Linked DNA regions of Zea mays: regions 2 and 3 are each linked to region 1. Evidence: chromatin contacts called from public Hi-C data. All regions are on one chromosome and are shown on one strand. The core of a region is the stretch at or near the end of the contact, and the rest is flanking DNA. Distances in the headings are between cores, read along the strand shown. Region 1 holds the start of LOC100285971 (acyl-CoA ligase). Region 2 holds the start of LOC100216714 (glycosyl hydrolase family 81 protein). Region 3 holds the start of LOC103632694 (cytochrome P450 81Q32).

Region 1 (4,148 bases), core at 804-3,303:
TGATAGATCTTATCTTACATGTATGTCACAACCACCGGTCCCTTCTTCTAAGACTGTTCGCAGTGGGCCTTCTATATTTTTCCTTCTATATCTTTTTTTTGTGCTATATCGCCAAGTTTTCATCCTTTTCTTTTTTATCTTCAGTAACAGTTTTTTTAATTCTTCCAATATACCCCACTATAATATAAAATATTATTTTCTTTCACTACTTTCTATTAATTTTTTCTCTGCTATAAATTACTTACGTACATAAAATACAAGGAATGAACAGTCCAGGGCAACAGCAAGAAATGAGGCTGCATGCAGCGGCAGCCGCGTCGTGCCCCCTCCCCTTGCACTGTATATGCGTAGGGGACCTCTACGTGTTGCAGTTCAAGGGGAGGTCGCGTGCCTATCTCCTAGATCAAGGGGACCACTGTAGCCCCCCCTTACAGAGTGCTCACTTATTTAATAGTTGAAAAAATAATAATAAAAGATAAATATAGTTAAATAATATAGTTGTAGTGCGGTATAAGGGGAGAATATATGAGGAACTGCTGTGGAAGATAAAAAAAAGGAGATGAAATGTTGATGATGTTATGCAAAAAAATAATATAGGGAAAAATTTTAAAGGTATGTCTGAGGGAGGGAGAAAAAATCCGCCGGCTTGAGAGTTGCTAGAGGGCAGCGCTGCGGCTGTGAGGAGAGAAAAAAAAGAATACGACTATGGATTGCATGTCAGTTAAAGAGGTTTATTTGTGACCAAGTTTCTAATAAATATACTGTTTATAGCACCAAATCAGTTTGTTATAACAATATATTTTGTAATGGAACTAATGATATTTGTTTGATATCATACATATAATAATAATGCATTTTTCTAAACATAGAGTGAATATGTATTAAAAAGCCGTTTCAGTGTTTGGCATAGCAGGAGAGGCTGGTTCAACGGAGGTAGAGCCGTCTTTGAAGAGTTCTGCTCCAAAGGCCTCGGCTTCTCTATTTTTACTGAAAAATTATTTCGCCTACAAAATATTTGGTAGAACTTTTTAAAAAGTGTCGAAAGAGAGCCTACGGTCGGTATCAGATACAATCAAAGAGTCCGCTTGAGTCACAAAACTGAAAGGGGGGAAAAAGATGCTACGAAGACGTTAACGGAGCAAATTATATGTCGCCCAGCTCGTTCCCCGTGCCATGTAAAGACTGCGGGATATCATATTTTTCTCGGCCACTTGTCCACTGTACTCCGTATGTCGTCTGTATGCCCCAATTATTAGTTGGAGCAGGAGTACCGACTGGTTTGGTTCTTGCCTATCTCTGCAGCAACTTGTACAACTGAAGAATTAATCTTAGGTAAAAAAAGTTAAATGGCTAGCTCAGTTCTCCCCTCTATCTTAACTGACTGTGTCCGAACATATCCTCTTTCTCTCTTTTATATTTATCTTAAAGGGTGTTTGATTTCTAGAGACTAATTTTTAGTCCCTACATTTTATACCATTTTAGTTCCAAAATTATCAAATATAGAAACTAAAACTCTATTTTAGTTTCTATATTTGACAATTTATAGAATAAAATAAAATAAAATGATGGGACTAAACATTAGTCCCTAGAAACCAAACACTCCTTACACTTTTAAATGATTCTCTCTTCTATATATTATTTTTCTACAAAAGCGTTTTCTATGTCTTGTTCTCCATCCGTCGTATTAAAGATATATTCTATTTTAGATTTTTTGTATGTATTTATTATACCATCAAATATATTATACATATTTTATTTTTGTTTAATTCGTTGTCTAAAATATAAAAATAGATATAGAAGAGGAAAAGAGTCTATATATAATTAATGAAAAATGCTCTTTATTTAGATGTTGCTTTAGAGAACATAGATGATTCTTTTAGAGGATATTGATGGATCTTATAAGAGGGAAGCTCGTTTAAATATAGAAGTAAAAAAAGTCAATCTTAAGCAACCTCCAACAGTCCACCACGTTTGCTCTTTGCTCTCCTGCAATTTTCCGTATGTGGACACCTTCATAAACGCTCGAATGGCACCGCCTCCTCCTCCCTCTCTTGAGGGTGAGAGAAGGAAAAAAACCCTTCAAGAGGAGCAATGATCTCTCCCTCTTTGCTAATGAGCATTTGTAACTGTAAGTTTTATTATTTTTAAATTTGATTATCTGATAACAATATATATTATAGTACTATAAATATTGTATGTTTTAAAATTTTAAAACTGATGTATAAGTCAAATACTTGAATAGGAATAATGATCGAAGAAAAGATGGGATATAGAGAAGGGAGAAATATTTAAATATGAATGAAAATACGAATACGTGGATTTAGGATGAATCGTTGTATTCCGCCTTCGTATTATTCTATTTACGTTGCTCTCGAGTTTGGTGTACCGGTCCGAGAAATCTTCTTCTGTTCTGCTGCTGCTATATACTCCGTACTTTTATTCTATTCAGGAAAGGAATTCTGCCTTCTTCTCTCATCTTCCTGCTCAACATCAGTAGCAGCTTTAGCTGTAGCAGCGCCACCGGCCACCGCCACGCCATGGCCACCACGTTGCACAAGCCCCTTGGGGCGATCACCGTTGACGACCTCGCCGCGGCGGCGCCTGGGTCGGACGCCACCGCGCTCCACGCAGCGCTCCGGCGCGCGCTCGACTCGCACGGACCCACCGAAGTGTGGGGCGAGCTCTGCCGGTCCGTGCTCTGTCCGTCTGTCCCCTTCGCCGTCCACCGGATGCTCTACTACGGTTGCTTCGCCGGGTTCCCGTCCCCCACGCCGCCGGCCTGGACGCCCGACCCGTAAAGCCCCGATCTTTCCGTTCAACCAACTCGCCTAAAAGATGTTTTTTTACCTCTTCCGAGTCCCTCTGATTTTTGCGGGGAAAACTTTTTCAGCAAGGAGTCTGTCTTGACCAATGTCGGCCGTGTCCTCGAGGCGCGTGGTAGGAACTTGATCGGCGACGCGTACAAGGATCCCATCACCAGCTTCCCAGACCTCCACAAGTTCTCCAACGAGAACCCAGAGGTGATATAAGCTACTACTACTGTACTGTTTGATTCCGTTTGTTGCTTGTTACTGTTGCAAAAGTGAGCTTACCGTCTCAGACCGATCCGTCGGTTCCAAGGACAGGCGTACTGGAAGATGGTATTTGAGGATATGGGTATCCAATTCAGCGTAGAGCCATCCTGCATCTGGAGAGAGAACACTGCATATCCTGGTGGCGAGTGGCTACCAGGCGCCGAGCTCAACGCTGCTGTTAATTGCTTGACTGCTAAACCCGGGAGGAGCTCCGACGGTCCGGCCATTGTATGGAGGGATGAAGGGAAGGACTCTGATCCTCTTAACTTCATGTCTTTGGAGGACTTGAGGAAGAAAGTTTGGTAACCGTATACTGCTCTAAGAAGTTTTGCCAGTTTTGATCATAGCCAAGCTTTTGATTCATCATAATCTGATCCTGTAACCAATTTCTCTCCCTATGTCTAGAGCAGCCTAGTGGCCAATGCAATTGATGCCCTGGAACTGCCGAAGGGATCTGCAATTGCTATTGACATGCCTATGGATGTCAATGCTGTTGTGATCTACCTTGCGATCGTGTTGGCGGGATATGTGGTTGTCTCAATTGCAGACAGTTTTGCTGCACCTGCAATATCAATGAGGTTGAAGTTATCAGAAGCGAAGGCAATTTTTACTCAGGTATCTCGCTAGCCCTGTTGGTACTGGTTGATTCCTTCATTTAATTTGCTGATACTTTTGTTCTGAGAAGAGTTTATGGTTAAATAAAGCTTGGGAATACTGACAGTTCTTTTCTTTTTAGGATTACATCCTTCGTGATGACAAAGAACTACCATTGTACAGGTGCATCGTTTAAGTACAAAAGCTATACATCGAGAATTTGCACTATTAGAATATACTTCTCACACCATTTTTTTTGGCTTCTACAGTAGAGTTGTGGAGGCTAAGGCCCCTATGGCAATTGTGATTCCTGTAAGGGGGTCTTTGCTAATAAAGGGACTACGTGTTGATGACCTTTCCTGGCAAGATTTCCTTGGAAGGGTTAATTATACCGAGTGAGTTATTTTCTTGTCATGATACTTTGAAATTTGGGGAGAAGCCCAGGTTCTTTGAGAGTCTTTCCTGTGTCATCTGAACACT
Region 2 (4,148 bases), core at 998-3,497, 480 kb before region 1:
TCCTTACCTTTGTAATCTGTAGATCTTGCCTTGATACTTATCTTAGGTCTGCTTGTTGAAATCCCCTCTTTTCTATCTCAATTCAAGAGCTATGTTTTACTTATCTCACCCTTGACTATATCCTCTTCTTTACCGCGTGTAGGCCTAGACTTAACTCCATTAGTTATTGTATTTGTACCACTTGCTCTTCTATGCCTTTATGTTTTCTCTTACACCCTTCTCCGTTATCGCCTTTAGCCCTTACAATATTTATGTCTTCTACCTAAATGCTTACCTTAAACTTATCCTTTAAATCCTCCCCTTTCTTTCAACCTAGTTTGAGAGTTGCGAGTTACCCACCTCTCCCTTGATTTCTTTTCACTTCTTGTCGCCTTACAAGTTTTGTTTCAATTCCATCCTTTGCTATGTGTTTTATTTGCTATCACCACCTCCTTGTCATCCATCGATCTTGCCTTGATACTCATCTTTATTATGGCTCTTTAAAATCTCCTCTCTTCCACCTCAATTGGAGAGTGGCTGTTTACCTATCTGGCCCTTGGACGTACCTCCTTCTTTTTCATTTGCAGGTCTTGTCTGAACTCCATCCTTTATGGTACTTATATCCTTGGTTATTATGCGCATTTACCTCCTCTTCTACATCATTGTCCGTTATCGCCTTTAAACCCTCGTGATATCTATGCCCTTGCCCTCATGCTTACTTGGAACCTACCCTTTAAAGCCTCCTCTTTTCCATCCATGTTCGAGGATAAAGCCTCATCTATTTCATCATTGACTGCTCCCTCTTCTTTGATACCTTGCAAGTTTTGTCTAAAATACATCCTTTGTTGTGTGTTTGTCCGTTATCACCTTAACCCTTGTCATCCCTCGATCTTTACTTTGATGCTTATCCTATACCTGCATTTTAAAGCCGCCTTCCCCATTTCAGTTCAAGAGTGATGTCTTACCCATCCCGCTCTTGTTCGTTCCCTTTTTCCTTTGCTACACCCAGCACAGTTTTAGGACCTGCTCGTTTTAATCTCAATCTACGTGGATTGGATGTGATTAAATGAGTTTAAATTCCTAGTAATCTCATCAATTCCAATCCACATGGAACGAGGATAACCAGAGAGAGGCTTTGTTTGGTTATTTAAATTCAATGTGGAGTAGAGTGTATTGTAATGAATTGTGATGAATTTTGACTTAGGAAATATCAGTTGATGTCAATAGCGCGACGACAGTGGAACAAGCAGAAGAGCAGCAACGTGGGATGCATTGGTACATGGCGGGCTTCTTCGTTGCCGCCGCGCGCGTCCAACCGGAGACAATCAGACAAAGCTTCGTGTTGGCCCCGGAACGAAGGAAGCAACGACGAGCCCGACGGGCCCCTTGCGGTTGCGGTTGCCGGCCGTCTTGGCTCTGCCACTCGCTTCGCGGGCAAGCATTCGCCGCCACGGCAAGCCCGTCATCCCTTGCTTCCCTCGCCCGCCGCCCGGGAAGAGGCCACATTCACATCACATCAGACCGATCTGATCGCCGGAGACACGTTTCGTGGCGTCGCCCGCACGTACCAACCGCCCCCGGCCCCGCCGGTGCCAAGCAAATCTTACGACGCGGGACACGGCCGGGGTCCTGTCGTCCTGCGCTGCTGCTGCTGCGTCTTCGTAGTCGACGTGAGCCGCGGCGGCCGCGGTTGAGGGTAACCACCCGTCCATCCAGCTGCATCGCAACCACTCCAACCAAAGGACGCGAAGAAGGCCGGCGTCCCTGATCTCCATCTCCATCTCCATCTAGTTAACGAGGTAGGCCGTGTCGGAACTGCTCCACCTTCTCCACGCCCGTGTGTCTCTTTCCAGATCAGGTTTGTGTTCATTGTCGTCTCCTCCCGTCCCCTTCGCTTCAGCTCAACCAATGCCAGTACAATCATCCTCGTGTGCTAAGAAAACATGACATAATTAAATCATTGCTTCCCTTCAAGCGTCTTTCCGCGTTTCCAACGCTTAGCCGCTAATCATCGCTGTCCACCCAATCAAAATTAAACACCATACCCGTGGCTCCGGTGCTTATTACAAAATCCAAGATTTTAAAACATCTATAGTATTTCGTTTTTTCTACTGTGTGACGCGCAGGGACACGCCGACCTGTCGCCTCGGATCCGGAGGACTGTTTGTTGTCAGATCTCACCGCGTTGGCCCAGTCAAAGCCCAGCCCAACCGATACCACGCCAGGGGTATAAAGCACCAGCCCGAGCAGGCGGCGAGATGCGGAAGTGGACGAGGAAGCTGGGCCACACCCTCTCCCGCATCGTCACGACCAAGCCGCGCTTCGCCTTCTCCCAGCCCAGGCCTAGGCCCAGGCCCAGGCCCGCACAACCCGGTCTGCCTTCCTCACAACCCGTCTCGATCCCGCCGCAGCCGCCGGAGCTTCCCCCCTTCGTCCCCACCGCCATGCCGCACCACGGCAGCCACCGCCCGCCGGCGCCGCCGCCGGGGGGCCCCGTGTTCCCGCGCGCAACGTCCACGGTGGTGCCCGACCCGTCCCGCTTCTTCGCGCCGCCGCTCCTCGCCGCGCCGCTCCCCACCAACTCCTTCTTCCAGAACTTCGTGCTCAAGAACGGGGACCAGCCGGAGTACGTCCACCCGTACTCCGTCCGCTCCCCCGGAGGCGCCGCTCTCGACATCTGCTACCCTTCGCGGAACCACTCGCCGTCCTTCGTCATCCAGACCTTCGTCCCCGACCTCACCGTCTCCGACGCCGCCGGGAGCGCGCAGCGCCACTGCGTCTCGGCTTTCGACGACCTCTCCGTCACGCTCGACGTCTCCCCGTCCCTCCGCGCGCACCTCGTCCGCGGATGCCCGTACGTCACCGTCACCACCACGGCCGGCGCCGTCGACATCTCCGTCGCGTCCGTCCATGCCTTCCTCGACGTCGCCTCCTGCGACGACTCCGGCACCAAGTGGCGCCTCGGGATGAACAGCGGCCAGACCTTCCTCCTCTACGCGTCGGCCCCGATCCGCCTCGCGCAGACCACCACCACGCAGCTCTCCGCGCCTGGCTTCGCCGGAGCCATCCGGGTCGCCTACCTCCCCGACGCGTCCATGGAGCCGGTCCTCGACCGCTACAGCCGCTGCTTCCCGACCGCCGGCCACGCGGCCCTGAGCCGGCCCTTCTGCGTCGACTACGCCTGGCGCAAGGACGGGCCCGGGGAGCTGCTCATGCTCGCGCATCCGCTCCACCTCCGCCTGCTCGCCGACGACTGCCCCGTGCGGGTGCTCGACGACTTCCGGTACCGGAGCATCGACGGCGATATGGTCGGCGTGGTCGGCGACGCCTGGGTCCTGCGCACCGACCCTGTTTCCCCGACGTGGCACTCGACCCGCGGCGTTAGCGAGGACGGCGTCGCCGAAGTGGTGGCCGCGCTGCGAGCTGACGTGGCCGGCCTCGCGTCCACCGCGATAACCACCACTTCGTCCTACTTCTACGGGAAGGCGATCGCGCGGGCGGCGCGGCTGGCGCTGATCGCGGAGGAGGTGGGGTGCCCCGACGTGATCCCGGCGGTGCAGCAGTTCCTCAAGGCCGCTGTGACGCCGTGGCTGGACGGCAGCTTCCAGGGGAACGGCTTCTTCTACGACGCCAAATGGGGCGGGCTGGTGACGCTGCAGGGGCTCAAGGACTCCGGCGCCGACTTCGGGTTCGGCATCTACAACGACCACCACTACCACCTGGGCTACTTCCTGTACGCCATCGCGGTGCTGTCCAAGATCGACCCGTGCTGGGGCCGCAAGTACATGCCGCAGGCCTACTCCATGGTGGCCGACTTCATGACGCTGTCGCGCAACAAGGCCGGCGCCAGCTTCACCCGCCTGCGGATGTTCGACCTCTGGAAGCTGCACTCGTGGGCCGGGGGCCTGACGGAGTTCGCCGACGGGCGCAACCAGGAGAGCACCAGCGAGGCCGTGAACGCCTACTACTCGGCGGCGCTTGTGGGGCTCAGCTACGGGGACGCGCACCTCGTCTCCGTGGGCGCGACGCTCACCGCGCTGGAGATGCTGGCGGCCCAGACGTGGTGGCACGTCCGGGAAGGGGAGGGCATCTACGAGGACGACTTCAGCGGGAACAACCGCGTGGTTGGGGTGCTGTGGGCCAACAAGCGCGACAGCGGGCTGTGGTTC
Region 3 (4,148 bases), core at 500-2,999, 360 kb before region 1:
CGCAACGTCTCCATGATGATGCACCAAAGGTATTGCAGCTTCGGGAGATCGGCCGCCTCGATTAGGCGTGCTGGTTGCCCTACGCATGCGTCTATTTCTTCTTGAGCCTTCGCCAGCGCGCCAGGGTTGTTTAACAGGAGGGACATCGCCCACTCCACTGCGTCCGCTGAAGTACTTGTTCCAGCTTCGAGGGAACTCTATTAAAAAGAGAGAAATACAACTTAAAATTACACCATTACTACTTTATGTTTGTAGGAATTAATTTATTTTGGAATATAGACAGTATTTGGCAATTAGTGACACATGTATATGCCTTGTACGTCCGTGTTCAAATTTTACAGAATATAAGTCCCTTTTTAAAACCTTTTCAAAATATGGTGCAAGATCTGGCTTTCGATCAGTAGTGAGATAAATTTTAGTGAATAAATGCTCAGGCCAATATTTTGTCTATGGTTTTAGAGATAAGAAACAGTATGTTTACAATTATGTCAATATCAGAGGCACGCATCTTTCTTCTAGAGGATCCAGACCATGAACTCCATGCATGAAACTTCATATTCTGACATTGGATCGTGAGCAAGATTTCAGCGGTGCTTTTCACAGCAAGCCGAATACTCCTCCAACTATTGCCGGGCGCGTTGTCAGACAGATATGAATAGGGATTAGGGACATGATAGATCAGTATGCTTGGAGATATAAATAGGGATTTTTTCCCAGAAGATTCATCGTAAAATAAGAAGCAAATACCCAGTAGGAAAGGAGGTGATTAGTGATTACTGACAATGCACATGGTGCGGATGAGGTTGTCCGGGCAGGCGTCGGGGTCCTCGTTCTGCAGCGTAAGCAGCACTCCGATCATGGTCTTCCGTGCCTGCGGCTGCGGGCCATTCTCCATCTCCTTCCTCTGCTCCTCGATCAGCCCCTGCAAGAACTTAGTCCGGCTTTCCCGCAGCCGCCACAGCCGGCGCCCCACTCCGCCCACGTCCAACCACCGTGCCCACGCCGGCAGGAAGTCCCACACCGTCGACGCGCCACTCAGCTCCATGGTCTCCTCCACCATCTCCCTGAACCACCGCGCCTCCTCGCTCACCTCCGCCTCTGTCTCGTTCTCCTTCCCGTCGCAGCCGTAGTACCTCTTAGCGCACACCATCCCCATCATGGCGTTCATCAGCAGCTCGAACAGCCGCGACTTGAGCTCCACCCGAGCGCGTCGCACGCCGTTGCGGGCCGTGGGGCGGTAGAGGCCCCGCACCATGGCCCGCGTCTCGCGCTCGTGCACGTCGGCGAACTGCTGCACCCAGTGCACGGAGAGAATATGGGTGACGGTGATGCGGCGGACGCGCCGCCAGTAGGGTCCGTAGTTAGAGGTGCCCATGGTGGTCCAGTCGTAGGAGAGGATCCGGCCTGACGGCAGACGCGGCCGGTTGGCGAACGCCACGTCGAGCGTGGCCAGGCACTCCTTGGCGGCATCAGCCGACGACACGACGATGACGCGGCGGGAACCGAACCAGAGCTGGAAGACAGTGCCGTGGCGAGCTGCGAGGCACGCCAGGGTGCGGTGGAGGGGCCTCTCGAAGAGGTGCAGGTGAAGGTGACCGATGACAGGAAGAGCCATCGGCCCCGGCGGGTACTGGGGAGATCCACGTCGTACAAGTTGCGCTAGGGCGAGAAGCAGCGGGAGTAGGAGGAGAGTGACGACCGCGAAGGCGTTCGAGGTATCCATGGTGGACTACTCAGATCACACCGTGGAGTGAGAGTGTGAGACTGGGAGCGAGGAAACTTTATAGGCTGCTACCTGCTTGATCAATAACCTCTATCATTGATGCTTTGGTGGCACGTGGCATTGTAGAAGGAATTGTATTTGGGCCCCCCGCGGCCCCACAGCGTTGGCAACTTGCCATTAGCTTCAAGTGATGATAGAATAGGAATGAGACAACAATTGTGAGATATTCACATGGTGATTCTTAAGAAGGGTTCTAAGGGGTAACACGAAGACTACAAGATAAATAAGGGCTAGTTTGGAAACTCAAATACTTTTAGGATCCCTGCCTTTTTCTATGATAAGCAATCCATGTGGATATCATTTAAATAACACATTTAGTTATTTGTGGATGGTTTCCCTACCCTAGGTTTGGCTCCCTTTGGTTCCAAACTAGCTCTAAAAAATTGAGAAACTTTAGAGTGATAGTGTTAGACTCATAGGACTCACACATAGTGATAGATTATGTGTCAAGGGAGATTCTATTGAGACCCATATGAAATCATGATGTAATGTCAATGTGATTGGAGATCCTGTGGGGGTGTGACTATTAAGTTGTTGTCATCTTATTGAGAGAGAAAATGTGTTGATGCTGAGATGGGTCTCGAATCATACACCAGCAAGAGCTAGATCGCCTGGTTCACACAAACCAACGAATACAACTGTGGCAGAACCACCCGAATTATTCTAGCTTAAGTGCCTAAGTCACGCCTCAGGGGCCGTAACGCACTTAAACCGGAATAACCCGTCAGTCCCTCAGATCTAGTCTGATAGAGCCACTTAACCAGGATCAAATTCCACAATCTCACTCGAAGGTGAGTCACAGAAGAAATACAATAAAACAGGAAACCTCAAATTAAGTGCTGAGTTATTACATAAATCGGAGTTCTTGAGTAGCCATAAAGTTCACAAAATAAAGTGCAGCGGATAATCGATGTCATCGGTAATGAGGAAATGGGCAAGGCCTAGCCCACTACTCCTCATGCTCCTCTCCTGCCGGAGCAACATCCCACTCGACCGTCCAACCCGGTGGCAGGGTGGTAGGCCAAGTCACACCATCAACTACATCCTGCATGGTACCTGCAAAAATGGTGCCACAAGCAAGGCTGAGTATACTAATACTCAGCTAGACTTAACCGGTGTGAGGAGTCTACTCCTCTACCTCTAGACTATGCAGCTGTTTGGCTGAGGGGTTTGGTTTGCCAAAAGCACTAGCTGTTTCTAAAATCAATTTTTAGCTTTTCAAGTTCTACCATCATTAACTTAGCTAGATTTGCTCCTTCTAAGCATACATGGTAACAAGCAATTAGCTCAATCAACAAGTTATCTCATGTAATCCACATTTCACTTCTTACTCGATGCAGTACAAGGAATCAAGCAGTCTCATTAGCTGCGAGAAGCAGACGATTCGAATCGAGTTTTAAAACCTTGCAAGGTAAACCTAAACACACGGCATGTCAGGGTACTCCGTCCCCACACATGACAACCGTCCCCATCGATTCCCCGTTCGCGTCCAGGCCTCACCGCCTTGGCATACAATGCTCCACTGACCCCGGCTGCCGCCGTGCAGTGACCGCACTTGTACCCACCATAGCTAGCATGGGAGACCCTGTCTCAGGTCGCATGAGGGATAAAGTCCGCGCCCGGCTTCACTCAGGTACTAGGTTTACCGGTTACCATTTTTCCCGGCATGTGCTTAGTACGTTCAAAAGCTTGACTCAGGTATCCACACATTAATCCTTAATTCATTTTTCCCGTCTCATGGACAAGGCATCCTCCCTGGATCCAAGTCCACGGACCAACATATATCCCATTATCAAGATGAATACAATCAATTCCTGACCTCGCGCGAGTGCTAGAAAAATCACTCGACTTCTACCGAGACCCTGATTAGCAAGCAGCTACTCGACCTAGCATACTAGTATTCATCTCAAAAAGGAATCCTAAGTTCATGCAACTAGAGGTTTCAAGCAACTCCTACACTTAAGTGCACATTGCAATCCTACAAGCATTAAGTGTAGTAAAGTAGCATATAATAACATGGTTATGCATAAAACCGGGGCTTGCCTTCAATTGTTGGGGCTGCGGGGAGATCCTCAATAGCAGCCTCTGAAGCCTGCTCCTGGTCCTACTCTTGGACAGGTCCTTGCTCGGGGATGAGCACGTACTCTCCGTCGGCAAGATTACAATCTAATGAATGCAATGCGTAAGATATATGCATGATATGATATGCGCTTTAGAATTTACAACTTTAAAGATGTATGGTCTTTTTTTTTGAATTTAAACAAGTTAACCTTGCTTATGTAAAACCCTTTAGTGGTATACTTGGTAAATTGGGTTAGTTTTAATGGGATGAGGTTTATTCCTTCTTCTCTTTTCTTTTATTCTC

The links. Hi-C and Micro-C count contacts between places; a contact is called where the count stands out from the background.
Region 2: a Hi-C map of leaf shows a contact between it and region 1, with 6 times the contacts expected there. The contact joins the promoter of LOC100216714 here to the promoter of LOC100285971 in region 1. A contact is called at or near these places in 3 of 25 Hi-C or Micro-C datasets (ear, leaf and tassel).
Region 3: a contact with region 1 is called in a Hi-C map of leaf, with 7 times the contacts expected there. The contact joins the promoter of LOC103632694 here to the promoter of LOC100285971 in region 1. A contact is called at or near these places in 2 of 25 Hi-C or Micro-C datasets (both in leaf).

Annotation. Positions count from the first base shown.
Region 1 is chr7:109,298,263-109,302,410 of Zm-B73-REFERENCE-NAM-5.0, forward strand. LOC100285971 (acyl-CoA ligase) reads left to right here and starts at 2,054. Exons shown (of 15, transcript NM_001158860.2): 1 at 2,054-2,128; 2 at 2,450-2,794; 3 at 2,891-3,020; 4 at 3,126-3,376; 5 at 3,485-3,689; 6 at 3,811-3,851; 7 at 3,938-4,063. The coding sequence starts at 2,538.
Region 2 is chr7:108,813,892-108,818,039 of Zm-B73-REFERENCE-NAM-5.0, forward strand. LOC100216714 (glycosyl hydrolase family 81 protein) reads left to right here and starts at 2,248. Exons shown (of 1, transcript NM_001143119.1): 1 at 2,248-4,148. The coding sequence starts at 2,424.
Region 3 is chr7:108,940,740-108,944,887 of Zm-B73-REFERENCE-NAM-5.0, forward strand. It overlaps LOC103632694 (cytochrome P450 81Q32), which reads right to left and starts at 1,750. Exons shown (of 3, transcript XM_020541026.1): 1 at 782-1,750; 2 at 1-197. The coding sequence starts at 1,723.